Regions from separate parts of the Mus musculus genome. Here all the other regions are linked to region 2. A link is a contact called in public HiChIP or PLAC-seq and promoter capture Hi-C data. All regions are on one chromosome and are shown on one strand. The core of a region is the stretch at or near the end of the contact, and the rest is flanking DNA. Distances in the headings are between cores, read along the strand shown. Region 1 has its middle 19 kb from the start of Ghrhr. Region 2 holds the start of Inmt (indolethylamine N-methyltransferase). Region 3 holds the start of 6430584L05Rik (RIKEN cDNA 6430584L05 gene).

Region 1 (3,595 bases), core at 658-3,157, 180 kb after region 2:
GATCCATATCTGGAGCCAAGCTGGGGAGTTCTGGGGCAGAGTTCTTTCCACATCTATGCACCGGTTGGGCAGAACGACTGATGGTGTTCATGTCAAGGCAGCTCACTTCTGAGCCTCCTTTTCCTTAACCGACTTCAGGGCTGTTGGCTAAGCAGCAAATCATTGCTCATGGGCAATGATAGAAATTAAAATTTTACATGAGAACAGCTGTCCACTTTTGAGCTCGGTCTAGGCATTGGCATCTTCAGAATCCATAGGAAGAAGGCACGCATGGCTCTCCAGCAGGGGAAGTGACATACCAAAGCATCCTTGAACTGCAAGTGCCCTGAGCCCCTCCCAGTTCCCCCTGAACTGCTCTCTGGGTTATCAGGGGAAGCAGCTGAAGCTGTGGACAAACAGGCAGGGCAGGCAGGGACACGGGGACATGTGGTTTATAAATAAGGGTGGGCGGGACAAAGACAAATCAGGTAGGAGGTGGGGAGGGGAGCTGCAGGGAGAGGCAGAAGGCCTTAGGTCTCTACCCCACCTTGGATTTACACCCCTTCCCCAAGAAACAGGCTCCTCCTCAGATCAGAACTGACTGTCATCATTCCTCCTCCGTCACCTTCTCCCCACTGCACCCCACCAAGCCCCAGGCCCAGAAGCTCTGAAGGAAGCTCAAGTGGCAAAGTCCTGGCCCAGCCCCATGTACTCCCAGAGGGATTAGGGCTGCTCTCCTCTCCCAAGTCTTCCAGGCTCTCTGAACCACACCAGGATACATTCTAGATTTGTAAATGGAAGGAAGGGCTCCTCAGCACCAGGTGCTCAGGAAAAGGAGGGAGCTAATGAGTGTGTGTGTGTGTGTGTGTGTGTGTGTGTGTGTGTGTCCCAGTGTTGACTCTTTCTCTCAAGGCTTCACCCCTCTTGCTTGGAACAATGTGACTTTCTCATTTTTTGCCTCTTTCAGCTTTCCCAAGCACTTCAATTATTTATTTCATTAGAAAATAAAAAATAATATAAAATAAAATATATAGTTGGGCATTGAGGTATGCCCGAGAATTAGGAATTCCAAATCAACCACTGTGAGTTTGATGCTATCCTGGTCAACATGAGGCAGAGTCAGACAGCCTGGCTTAGAACCTGGGGTCTGATACCAACCATTTGATCTTCAATGATCACTGTGGCCTCAGTTTCTCCATCTACAGAATGGGTCATTGTGGACTTAGACTCTGGCACCACAGAGCTCTGGCTCACCTTTCTTAGTTCCCCCCATCTGCAGCTGCTGTTCTCTTCCACCTATACATTAAAGGCTGGATAAACCCCAAGTGGGGTTGAGTCACCATTTCCCCAGGCAACTATTTTCCCCAAGTACAGGGGGCGACAATGCAGAGTGGAGAAAGAAAAGAAACAGAACTAAAGGAGAAAGTGGGAAGGGCTTGGCCTGGAGGTGCCTCACTTTGTGGATCCCACCATGGCTCTAAGTGGAGTGCCTGGCCCTGGGGCACTGGCCTGGGCCTGAGTCCTGTGTGACTCAGGGCTGTGTGGCCCTGGATAGGTCTGCTCTCCTCTCTGGTTCTCAGTGTCTCTGCCCAGAAATCGAACAAGGGAAAGGTTTTTTCCCTTGCTTTTCCTGCCGTGCCCAGGAGTCAGGGCCAGCTGGAATTCAACCTGTAGCCCTTCTTGTTCTTTCTCTGCGGGGGCTTGGGGTTTCTCCCCTCAGGATGCTCCCACAGTGCTCTGGGCACACTCCTCCCTGGGTTCTTTAAGCTATTATGCCGTGACTGCTTTACCACCACTTAGAGAACCTCCTTTTCTCCTGCAAACTATCCACACAGGGCACATGCAAGGGACAGCTGAGACTGTCCAAGTCACAGGAGTCCCCGCTGCTAGGAGGAGGGCAAAGTCTGTGGAGAAGTTGGAAGTTTATAAAAGAATGAGTTACCCATGTACGCATCAAAGCACTCTTCCGCTAGAGGAAAACAAAGTGACACTGTTCCCACATCGCCTGGCTTGGCTGGAGGCCAGCGTTCCTCCTCACCCTTGCCTCTCGCAGCTACCTTGCCCTTCACCTCCACCCCCTTAGCAGTTACCCTGACCAGATACTGGCAGAAAAGGAAGGGGGGTTCCAGGAAATGAAGCAGGGGTCTGGGCAGGGTGGCATTGAGTGGACATGGTCAAGGACAGATATAGCGTGGTCCTTCCACCCTCTCTGGGGAAACTGGAATGCTCTTCCTCTGGGACCTCCTTGCTTCTCACAGGTAACTCTGGGCCTTCAATGTCCAGTACATGAACCCTAGAAATTCATACCATAGAAGTCTAGCCTTTACCTTGACCCCAATTTTGACCCTTAATTCTAAGACAGAAGACACACTAAACTCTGGACAGAAGTATCTCTGAGAGTGACCCACGAAGGCTGGGTCACCACAGGAATCAGGAGAGAGTGGCCAGCAGCTGCTTAGCTATGGTGAAGAGATGCCGAGGATGAGGAATGTGCCTTTGGGCTATCCGTTCCCAGGTGCCAGGGTCCCTGCTTTTTCTAGACCAGTCACCTCGACATTCCAAATGCTGCAAGCCTTTAATACAGTTCCTTATGTCATGGTGACCCCCCCCCCCCAACCATACACTTTTTTGTTGTTACTTCATAACTGTATTTTTTCTAGTTATAAATTGTAATGTAAATACCTAATATATAATCCTGTGACCCACAGGTTGAGAACCGCTGTTCTAGACTGTTTCTTTTCTCTGGAAGGAGGGCAACATGGGAGCAAATCTAGGAATTATGGTTGCTCTGATCTTACCCGGAGTACGACCCGTGAGCTGCGTCAAAAAGCCATTTGAGCCAAGTATCCAGAAGCAGCTAACCCCCTGAGGCTGTCCATGTCTAAGGCTCCACCCCAGCCTGGGTAAGTGTTTGGGACCCTTGACAATTGATTGGGAAATTATCTGGAGTCTGTAGCTAGAAAGAGATGTAGTTGCTCAGTTTCACCACTAGGGGTAGTGGATGCAGGCGGGACCAAAAAGTCTCAGCTAAGCTTTGCAGACACTAGGCTGCTCTCTGTGCCAGGGAGAAGGAAACTGCCCACTATCAAAAAAATCCACCTGTTTATGGGATGGGTAGAAATACTTCACCCTGGTATCTCTAGTACCCACCCAGTGTGGTAGAAAAGCCCTACCATTCGCTACTGCCACAATTTAAATGTAATTGTATATGTAATGTCCAGATAATTAAAAACACACACACACACACACACACAAGAATATTGGAGTAAAAGATAATGCTTGTTTTGGCGGTTTACCCACATTACAGCACTCCCTTCTCTGTCCCTGGGAACATATAGACATTCAGGCAGACACTTATATATATAAACATTGGGTTAAAAAAAAAAACGACTTCTGCACTTTCTGTTTTTCTCTTAAAACCTATGCATTTTAATGATACTTATTGAGTGGATTTTACCCAGTGTGCATAACCATGATCATGGTCCCTGTAGCTTCCGTAGTATCCCCAAATAGTTCCTCCCTGGCTCTTTACTCTCCACTCATGTCGTCCCCCCCCCCCCCCCCCGTGTGCCCTGGCTACCTCTCAGCTTCCCTGCTGCCTGAGCTCAGTTCCTGT
Region 2 (3,720 bases), core at 161-2,660:
AAGGGGAGCAACCCCTTGCCTCTGGGCTGTACATTGACAGGAGTGGGGAGCAATGCCGGGGGTGGGAAACAGCTGACATTCTTAACTGCCTCCCCATGACCCAGGATACTAGTGGAGGCCTGGGAGGTATGTCTGGTCTTCCAGATAAATTCAGGATTACTGTCTCTCTCTCTCTCTCTAATCAGTTGGCATAGGCTAACTTCAAAGAACATTGGATTTAGAAAATTGGGGGAATTGGTAGAGTGGCAGGGTCTGGGATAAAGGCTGAGAAGGACACCAGCTAGTTCTTAAGAGCCCTTCTGATTTTCTAGGAAAGGCAGCCACACAGAAGAAAGTGTGGCAGAGAGCTAATAGTAACACGAGCAAGAATAAAGCCTAAGACTTCAAGTGACCCAGCACTAATGGGGAGAATGTGCTCTGTGTGACCCTGGAGGTCAGTTGCTCAGTGTACCTCCACCCCCCACCCCGGGTATGCCCTCTCAGCCTGCCCTCTCCCTTCTGCAGTCTCCTTTTATACCTACCATGCCTCTGCCAAGGACTGAAGTCTGTTCTATACCCCAGCTTTCTCCAGCAGCACCAGGCTTTCTTCCCTCTGTATTCTGAGGTTGTTCCTTGCTACCCGTTCCTTGGCACCGAATGTCTGGCTAAGAAGGCTTTTGTGGGGGAGTACACTGAGTGACCTCCAGGGTCACACAGAACACACTCTCCCCATTAGTGCTGGGTCACTTGAAGTCTTATGATTCATTCTTGCTGCTGTTACTATTAGCTCTCTGACTTTGACTGGCCACCCCTGTCCCTCCCTAGCCTTAGTCTGCCCTTAGACATTGGGGGCAAATCATGGAAACTTGTATGCATGTTTACAGGGAAGAATTTTCATCAGGGATTTTTTTCAGAGAGACTCAAGGTTCCAAAAAGGCTGCAGAGCTTTCTGGAAGGCCTCTGGCAAGAGGAGAGGGAAAAGTAGCCTTGGTGCCCAGTCCTATGTCACTTCTCTCAGCATGGGCCTAGGAGCTCCACAAATCTGGGTATACCCCTCAAAGCTTACGAGTGTAGCTACTGAGGCTGATCATGGGTGCAAGGCAAGTTCTTCACTCCTGAGGCATGGCTCTTCTGGATCTGCACACATTGCCATCTATGGGCCCTGTGGGCCTTCAGACCAGTCACCTCTGTAGCATCTGTATATACAGAATAAGCTCTCCCTGTTGGCATGGTTCCAGCCCCTCCCCAGGGAGACCTCAGCCACTCACCTGTAGAGAAGGTCTGGTAGAGGTTCTGCAGGCTAAACTTTACGATTTCCTGCTCTGCCACAGGGCCAGAGTGGAAGCTGTAGTAGGTGGTCAGGTAGTCTTTGGGAGTGAACTCTTTTTCATAGTCCTCACCTCCTATGTATACCTTGCCCTCCATTCTAGCCAGCCCACACAGCTGTCCAGACTCCTTTGCCCCTACTGAATGCTCACTCCTTCCCACCATGCCTTTTATAATCTTTTTATAAGACCTCCCTTCTCAGGGAGGAGCTAGGGTCCCTGGAGATGGTTTCAGAGTGCAGGTGTCAGATTCCTGGCTGGATTTGATTTTTGTGATGAAGCAAGAGAATGCTAGATTCCTGGCTGGATTTGATTTTTGTGATGAAGCAAGAGAATGCTAGAGGGCCTCCAGTCCTGTCCTGGGTCACTGGGCCCTGAAGCTCTCATCCCTGGCCCTCTAGGGTGGCATGTGGACAACTGGGATCAGGAGAGAGAGACAGAGAGAGAGAGAGACAGACAGACAGAGACAGACAGAGACAGATATATATATGGAGACACAGAGAGAGACAGAGAGAGAGAGAGAGACAGAGAGAGAGAGACAGAGAGAGAGAGAGAGAGACAGAGAGAGAATTACATAGGGACAGAGGTACACAGACAGACAAAGAGAAAGAGGCAGAGACCAAAGAGATGAGGGTCTCATTAGGGATGCTTCACTCATGGGGTTAAGAGTAGAGGGTGGAGACACAGGGCCAGGCTCCCAGCCAACACATTCACGGCCCCTGGGCTTCATCTTTGATAAGGCAAATAAAACAAGAACCAGAACAGAAGTGCTCCCCAGGCTGGGGAAGTAGGAGGACCAGAGATCTTCAAATCTCTCTGCTATTCTACACTCAGTGAACTTGCCTTTGTAAACAGCTTATCTTTAACTGAGTTAATGATTCCCCAGCGGTTTAAGGTTTAAGTCTTGTTTTCTCATTTGGCTTAATGTTTTCTTTCTTTCTTTCTTTCTTTCTTTCTTTCTTTCTTTCTTTCTTTCTTTCTTTCTTTCTTTCTTTCTTTCTTTCTTCCTTCCTTCCTTCCTTCCTTCCTTCCTTTCTTTCTTTCTTTCTTTCTTTCTTTCTTTCTTCCTTTTCTTTTTCTTATGCTCGGGAGTAAACTTTGACAGCACCTCCCCAAATCACTAGGCCTGTGTGTTGCCAAGCCCTGTATTTGGACAAACAATTGAAAACGTGTCACAACACTGCACAGAGCGCCACCCATCCACATCCACGTGTGTGCACATGTGCATCTTGTCCTCTGCCCCCAGAATCATCAGCTCACTTAGATCTGCTGTGGTCTGGTCTGGTTGCTTTGAAAAATGATGCCCCAGTTTGCCGTCTTTTGCTTTGGTAAACAACCATGACCCAAAGCAACCTGGGAAGGAAAGGGTTTATTTGACTTGCACCTCCTGACCACAGTTTGTCACTGAGGAAGGGCAGGGCAGGAGCTCAAGCAGGAGTAGAGGTGGGGACATTGAAAGACCACTGCTCACTGGCTTGCCCTCCATGGTTTGCTTAGCCTGCTGGCTAAGGGGTGACACCACCCGCAGAACACGGGGCTCACCCACATCAGTCATTAATTAAGGAAACACTCACGGGCCAGTCTGATGAAGGTCACTCCTCACTTGAGGATCTCTCTTCCCAGGTGACTCTAGTGTGTGTTAGGTTGGAAAAAATAACCAACTAGACCTGCTACTGCAAAGGGAAAATGGACAGAGGCTGTGTAGACTCTTACTCTGCTGTAAGGGAGTCTGCAGTGATCACACACACACACACACACACACACACACACACACACACACTTGCCTCATCTCTTTCTAAGTCATCCAAGGGTGAGAGTGTCTGGGTAGCAAACTTCAGAGTGGGTTCCCAGGGGCAAACGTTGGGAGGATGGGCATGCCACAGTGGGGAAAGTTCATGACACTGATTGCCTACTATGTGACAGGGGTCTCCTGGCTTTTTCACAACAACCTGCAAGGTATCTGCCCCCTCAACAACAAGGAAGTGGGCAATGTGATGCCCCAGGTCGCTGTCAGCAGCAGAGGCCCCAGATTCACGCCCAAAGTGGGAACACAGACTCAGCCCCAGCCTCACCCTGCTCATCATCCTTCAGGCTCTCTGACCTTCAGTTGGGTGGTTCATGGACTTGCTCACACACTGCCTTATAAGCTCAGGGAATCAATCACTCCCAGTGATTGATCCTGTCCCTGGATCTCCATCATGGCCCCAGACACTATGTTTCAAGCCAGAAGAATGAGCCCTGCCACTCAGAATGGAAGGTGATCATTTTCTCTCGGGCTTCCTGGAGCTCGGGGAACCATCTCCACAGGATGTAAACCCATCTGTCATTGTCATTCTCATCCTGTCATTGTGGAAGGCACAACTGCCCCCTCTCCTGGGACTCACAGAGCCTGAACTCTGTTTCTACGTCATGACAA
Region 3 (3,859 bases), core at 244-2,743, 220 kb after region 2:
CGGCTGGGAAGAGGGTATTTGCCTAAAGGGAGTAGCAGAAACTCATGGGGCTTGGCATGAGAATTGGTAGAGAGAAGTGGGCTACTGGCTCCGAATTCACCATGATGGCTAGGTTCATGGTTGGCTGGAGTTTGGGTGATAGGAGCATATAGAGATGGGAAAGTATAGTAACTGGAGGGTAAAAAATAGGAGAGGAGGGCACATGGGTGACTGATGACCAGTCAGTATTAATAATCTGGGAACCTCAACTAGAGAAGGCAGGGTTAGCCTTTCTCGGAGACAAGACATAAGAGACTTGGCTCTATTTGCAAGAGAGCATATGCAGTGGGCATGGAGCTGAGGGGAAGGATGCAGACTGAATGGGACGTGGACCTGGGAGGTTTAGTGTCAGGGTGGAGTAGCAAGCTGAGGAGGAACCCTGGGAGGAGAGGAGGCTCTGTGCATGCAGCTGGGTCCTGGGGTCCTGATAAAGCAAAAGAAGAGACTGCGGGGAGTTGGGGGCATTGTGGAGACAAGGAGAGAGAAGACTAGTAGGGTACTGACCATTTGTCTGGGCATTTCTGTCAGCCAAGGTGAAGGTTGGGGCTTGAGGGACTAGGAGAACTTGGGCCAGAGTCTCCTGAACTCTGGGGCACCTTCAGAGGTCCAGGAATCTCAAGAGGTGGGACTCAACATGGGAGGGATAGCAAAGAGAGAGATAGGGCCAGGATGGAGAGGACCCGGGAGAGCTGCAATTGCTATAGGAAGCCTGTGTCTTGAAGCTTGTGTCTAGAAGCCTGTGATGCCTTTAGCCTGTGGCTTCAGGGGCTCCCAGAGGCCCCACGCCTGGAGCCCTTATGTGGTGTTGGAACATAACAAGAAGCAGCAGGGTTGGATTTATTTTTTCAGTCAGCTCTGATTGGCTCACTCATGTGTATGAACCTCTTCCTGTGGACAGTGCTCTTTCTGGCTGGCTCGCAAGCTTACGCTCATCTCAGCTCTCCATTCTTCCCTCTAGGAGGCTCCAGTTCCCAGATTCAGGGCAATGAAACCAGAATAGCACACACAGCAGCTGTGCTGCCTCAATAATACAAACATCTGGGTCCTGGGGCTGCCAGAGTGGCTGGAGCCTTTCTGCATGCAGACAGCCAACATCTTCCTAGTTAGAATTTCCCCCTGCCCCTACTTTCTCTTTCTTGTCCTCTCTTCCCCTCGAGGTCATTCTAACCCAGGTAGTGTGTTGTTACATGATACGTGATGAGAATGTGTGGCGCTCTCCCTGCCTCTCAGTGAGGAGAAGCAGGTGGGTAGCATACGTGTTCACAGATTCTTTTGGGGCTCTGGCTTCCCTGCAGCAAGTAGGTGGGTCCGCGAGCCTCCCTCCCTCAGAGGCATTGCATAAGCAGCCGCAGCCCTGAGTACATTCCCATGGTTACCGGGCTGGGAAAGGCTGGCCGAGATGGCATCGCCATGGCACCGGCATGGTCCACAGCTCTGCTGGGCGTGGCTCTGGTATGTGTAGCTCTGGTCTCTTGCTGGACAGATGGCCTTCACAGAGGGCCCTCCCAGACATCCAGTGGCCTTGGATATCATGATGTGAGGTAAGCAGACAGGAGCAGTCTGGGTGGAATTTGAGGGCTTCTCATGTCCTCACAGAAGGCCTTCAGTGGCTCAGCCAGCAGCCTTGCTGTGCGGTAGCTCTGAAACCAGTTTTTCCTCATCAAGGGCTCAGCACAGACCAGATGGGCCAAGCCACAGCTCTGCCCATTGCCTACACCCCCTTGGAAGCCCCTTACTCAAGCCCATAGGAATGAGGAATATGGAGCCTGGGCTCCATAGCCATCTGTGTTTGGCCACCCTCAGGCAGGCTGTGCCCAGGGATGCTACAGTCAGGGATAAGATCTTCAGACCTAGGCCTGTCTGGGGGACACAGGAGAAGAAGGGCATGTGAAATGGGTGGTCGAGCTGTCAATGCAGCTGTGGGGATGGCTTGAAAGGAGAAAGTCGGAAAAAGGGGCTGGCAAGAAGGCAGAGGCAAAATTCTGTGTGTCTCTCCATGATCATGTCTGCATATGAAGGCTCAAAGCTAGTCTCTGTGGTGCTAGAGCACAGGAAACTCCATGTAGAAGGTAGTTGGATGGGGAGCAAAGATGCCGTGTGGGGCCCGGGGAAAGCTCAGTAGGCATTCCTCCTATAGGGACACCACCAAGTAGTTCCCTGAAGCTCAAGCTTGCGTCTGTGATTGTCCTATAAGATGTCCCACAAAGGGTCACCCAGTTCTTCCAGCCAACCAATAAGGATCATCCAAATCATTCTAACCAGGGTGATGTCCTAACCCATCCTCTTGTCACAGTTTTCCGTGTGTAAGTCACATCATGCTGCATCAGACTCCATGCAGACCCTAAACTGAGACTCTCTTGTCCTTCACAGCCCATGTAACAAATAGGGACAAAATAAACCTTATCACCTCCCTGACGTGACATTTGTTTTTAAAGTAGGACACCTGGAACAAAAAAGCAGAGTGTCCTCTCATTTGGCTGAGCACTGTGTGTCAAGCCTCTCAAATGGTCCAGAATGTCTGTGAACGTGCAGTAAGTGTCAGCTCTGGAGCTAGCCAGCCAGGAAGTCCTATACAGCAAGGACCAGCTATACATTATCGAAGCATTCCATTTATATGGCCAGTCTTCCCTCTGCTTCACTTACAGCCATATCCACAGATGGAGTGGGTCCTAGTCATGATCCATAGCAGATGTCTGTCTTCAACTGTTTTGTGTTGCTAGGACAAAATGCTTGAAGTTGAGTAATTCGTAAAAACCAGGCATGAGATTAACTCACAGTTCTAGGTGCCCAAGAACATGGGGACATCTCAGATTTGGTGAGGACCTCTAGGTTCCTCAACACGTGGTGGATGCATCACACTGGGAGCACATGCGGAAGGGTGTGTGTTTGAAGACTTCACAGGGCAAGGCAGAAAGGGGAGTCTGAACACCAGGAACAGCTTTGTAGCACCCCATTCTCTTAAGAATTAGCTCATTCCCCAATATCAGTATTAGTTCTTTCCATGAGTAGTTCTGACTTAATTACATGCCACATGGCTCTACTTTCTAATACCTCCTCAACTCTAACACTGCCACCCCGGGATCTTCCAGCACATGTTCTTCCTGGGACACTGTCGAGCCATGGAAGCACCGGCATGAACACACAGAGTGCTTATGAGGAAGGGGATAAGGCGTTGCTTTCTAGTGCTAGCCTGGAAAGCCTAGGGGAGAGAGAAGAGAAAGATTCTGGCAGGAAGGGGAGGGTCCCTGAGAAAAGCCCTTGTCCCACAGTGCCCCGTTATGTCTGCTGTCCCTGTCCTTGTTGTCAGACTCATCATTTGCTCTGGGGGTGGGAGAGGGGATGCTATACATGTGCACGGCACAGAGAGTTCTCGCTGGTAAGATGAACATGGTGCAGGCTATGTACACACAACTTGGCTGAGGACGCCCGGGTCCTGGTCCTGAATAAGCTGAATGTTCATTTGAGTGTGTACATATATGTGAGTGTGCATGCATCAGTGTGCAAGTGTGAGTGTGCAAATGCTTGCTAGTGCACACACATGCTCTCTCGTATGTGTCCCTGAGGGTGAGGCACGTGTGTGAACATGTGCCTGGCCCTGCTCTGATGAGGCCTGCTGGCTTGCTAGCAGCTGGAGTGCTTGCTATACTGACAGGGCCTGTAATCACGGGAAATTACCCAGCCCAGAACTAAAATTAAGGCTGAGGCTGCTACCACAAGACCTGCTTACAGAACAGGCTCCCGGAAGAAGGTGGAGGGGAGAGGGGGGTGCTGGGGGGGAAGTCTCTGCTGGGAGTTGGGACTTCAGGGGTGGACCAAGCTT

What was found. Promoter capture Hi-C pulls out the DNA fragments that hold promoters and counts their contacts. HiChIP or PLAC-seq counts read pairs in DNA pulled down with a chosen protein or histone mark.
Region 1: a contact with region 2 is called in an HNF4G HiChIP or PLAC-seq map of pancreatic cancer cells. The contact joins the enhancer-like site here to the promoter of Inmt in region 2. A contact is called at or near these places in 6 of 39 promoter capture datasets (the 3T3-L1 cell line, the C10 cell line, cranial neural crest and 2 more), 2 of 115 datasets of contacts at active chromatin or transcription factors (kidney and pancreatic cancer cells) and 1 of 9 other capture datasets (embryonic stem cells).
Region 3: a contact with region 2 is called in a promoter capture Hi-C map of hematopoietic stem and progenitor cells, with 6 times the contacts expected there. The contact joins the promoter of 6430584L05Rik here to the promoter of Inmt in region 2. A contact is called at or near these places in 5 of 39 promoter capture datasets (embryonic stem cells, hematopoietic stem and progenitor cells, liver and 1 more), 1 of 15 datasets of contacts at CTCF or cohesin (the NIH/3T3 cell line) and 5 of 484 Hi-C or Micro-C datasets (brown adipocytes, cerebral cortex, palatal mesenchyme and 2 more).

What each region holds. Positions count from the first base shown.
Region 1 is chr6:55,355,879-55,359,473 of GRCm38.p6, forward strand. No RefSeq gene overlaps it. Among named protein-coding and RNA genes, the nearest start is that of Ghrhr, 19 kb to the right of the region's middle. Within about 2 kb of position 1,908, at least 39 of the 459 cell types and tissues checked have an H3K27ac peak or open chromatin away from gene starts, as enhancers often do. A contact at or near this core is called in kidney and pancreatic cancer cells, where this site is marked.
Region 2 is chr6:55,173,580-55,177,299 of GRCm38.p6, forward strand. It overlaps Inmt (indolethylamine N-methyltransferase), which reads right to left and starts at 1,411. Exons shown (of 3, transcript NM_009349.3): 1 at 1,248-1,411. The coding sequence starts at 1,404.
Region 3 is chr6:55,395,394-55,399,252 of GRCm38.p6, forward strand. 6430584L05Rik (RIKEN cDNA 6430584L05 gene) reads left to right here and starts at 1,494. Exons shown (of 4, transcript NR_046179.1): 1 at 1,494-1,580.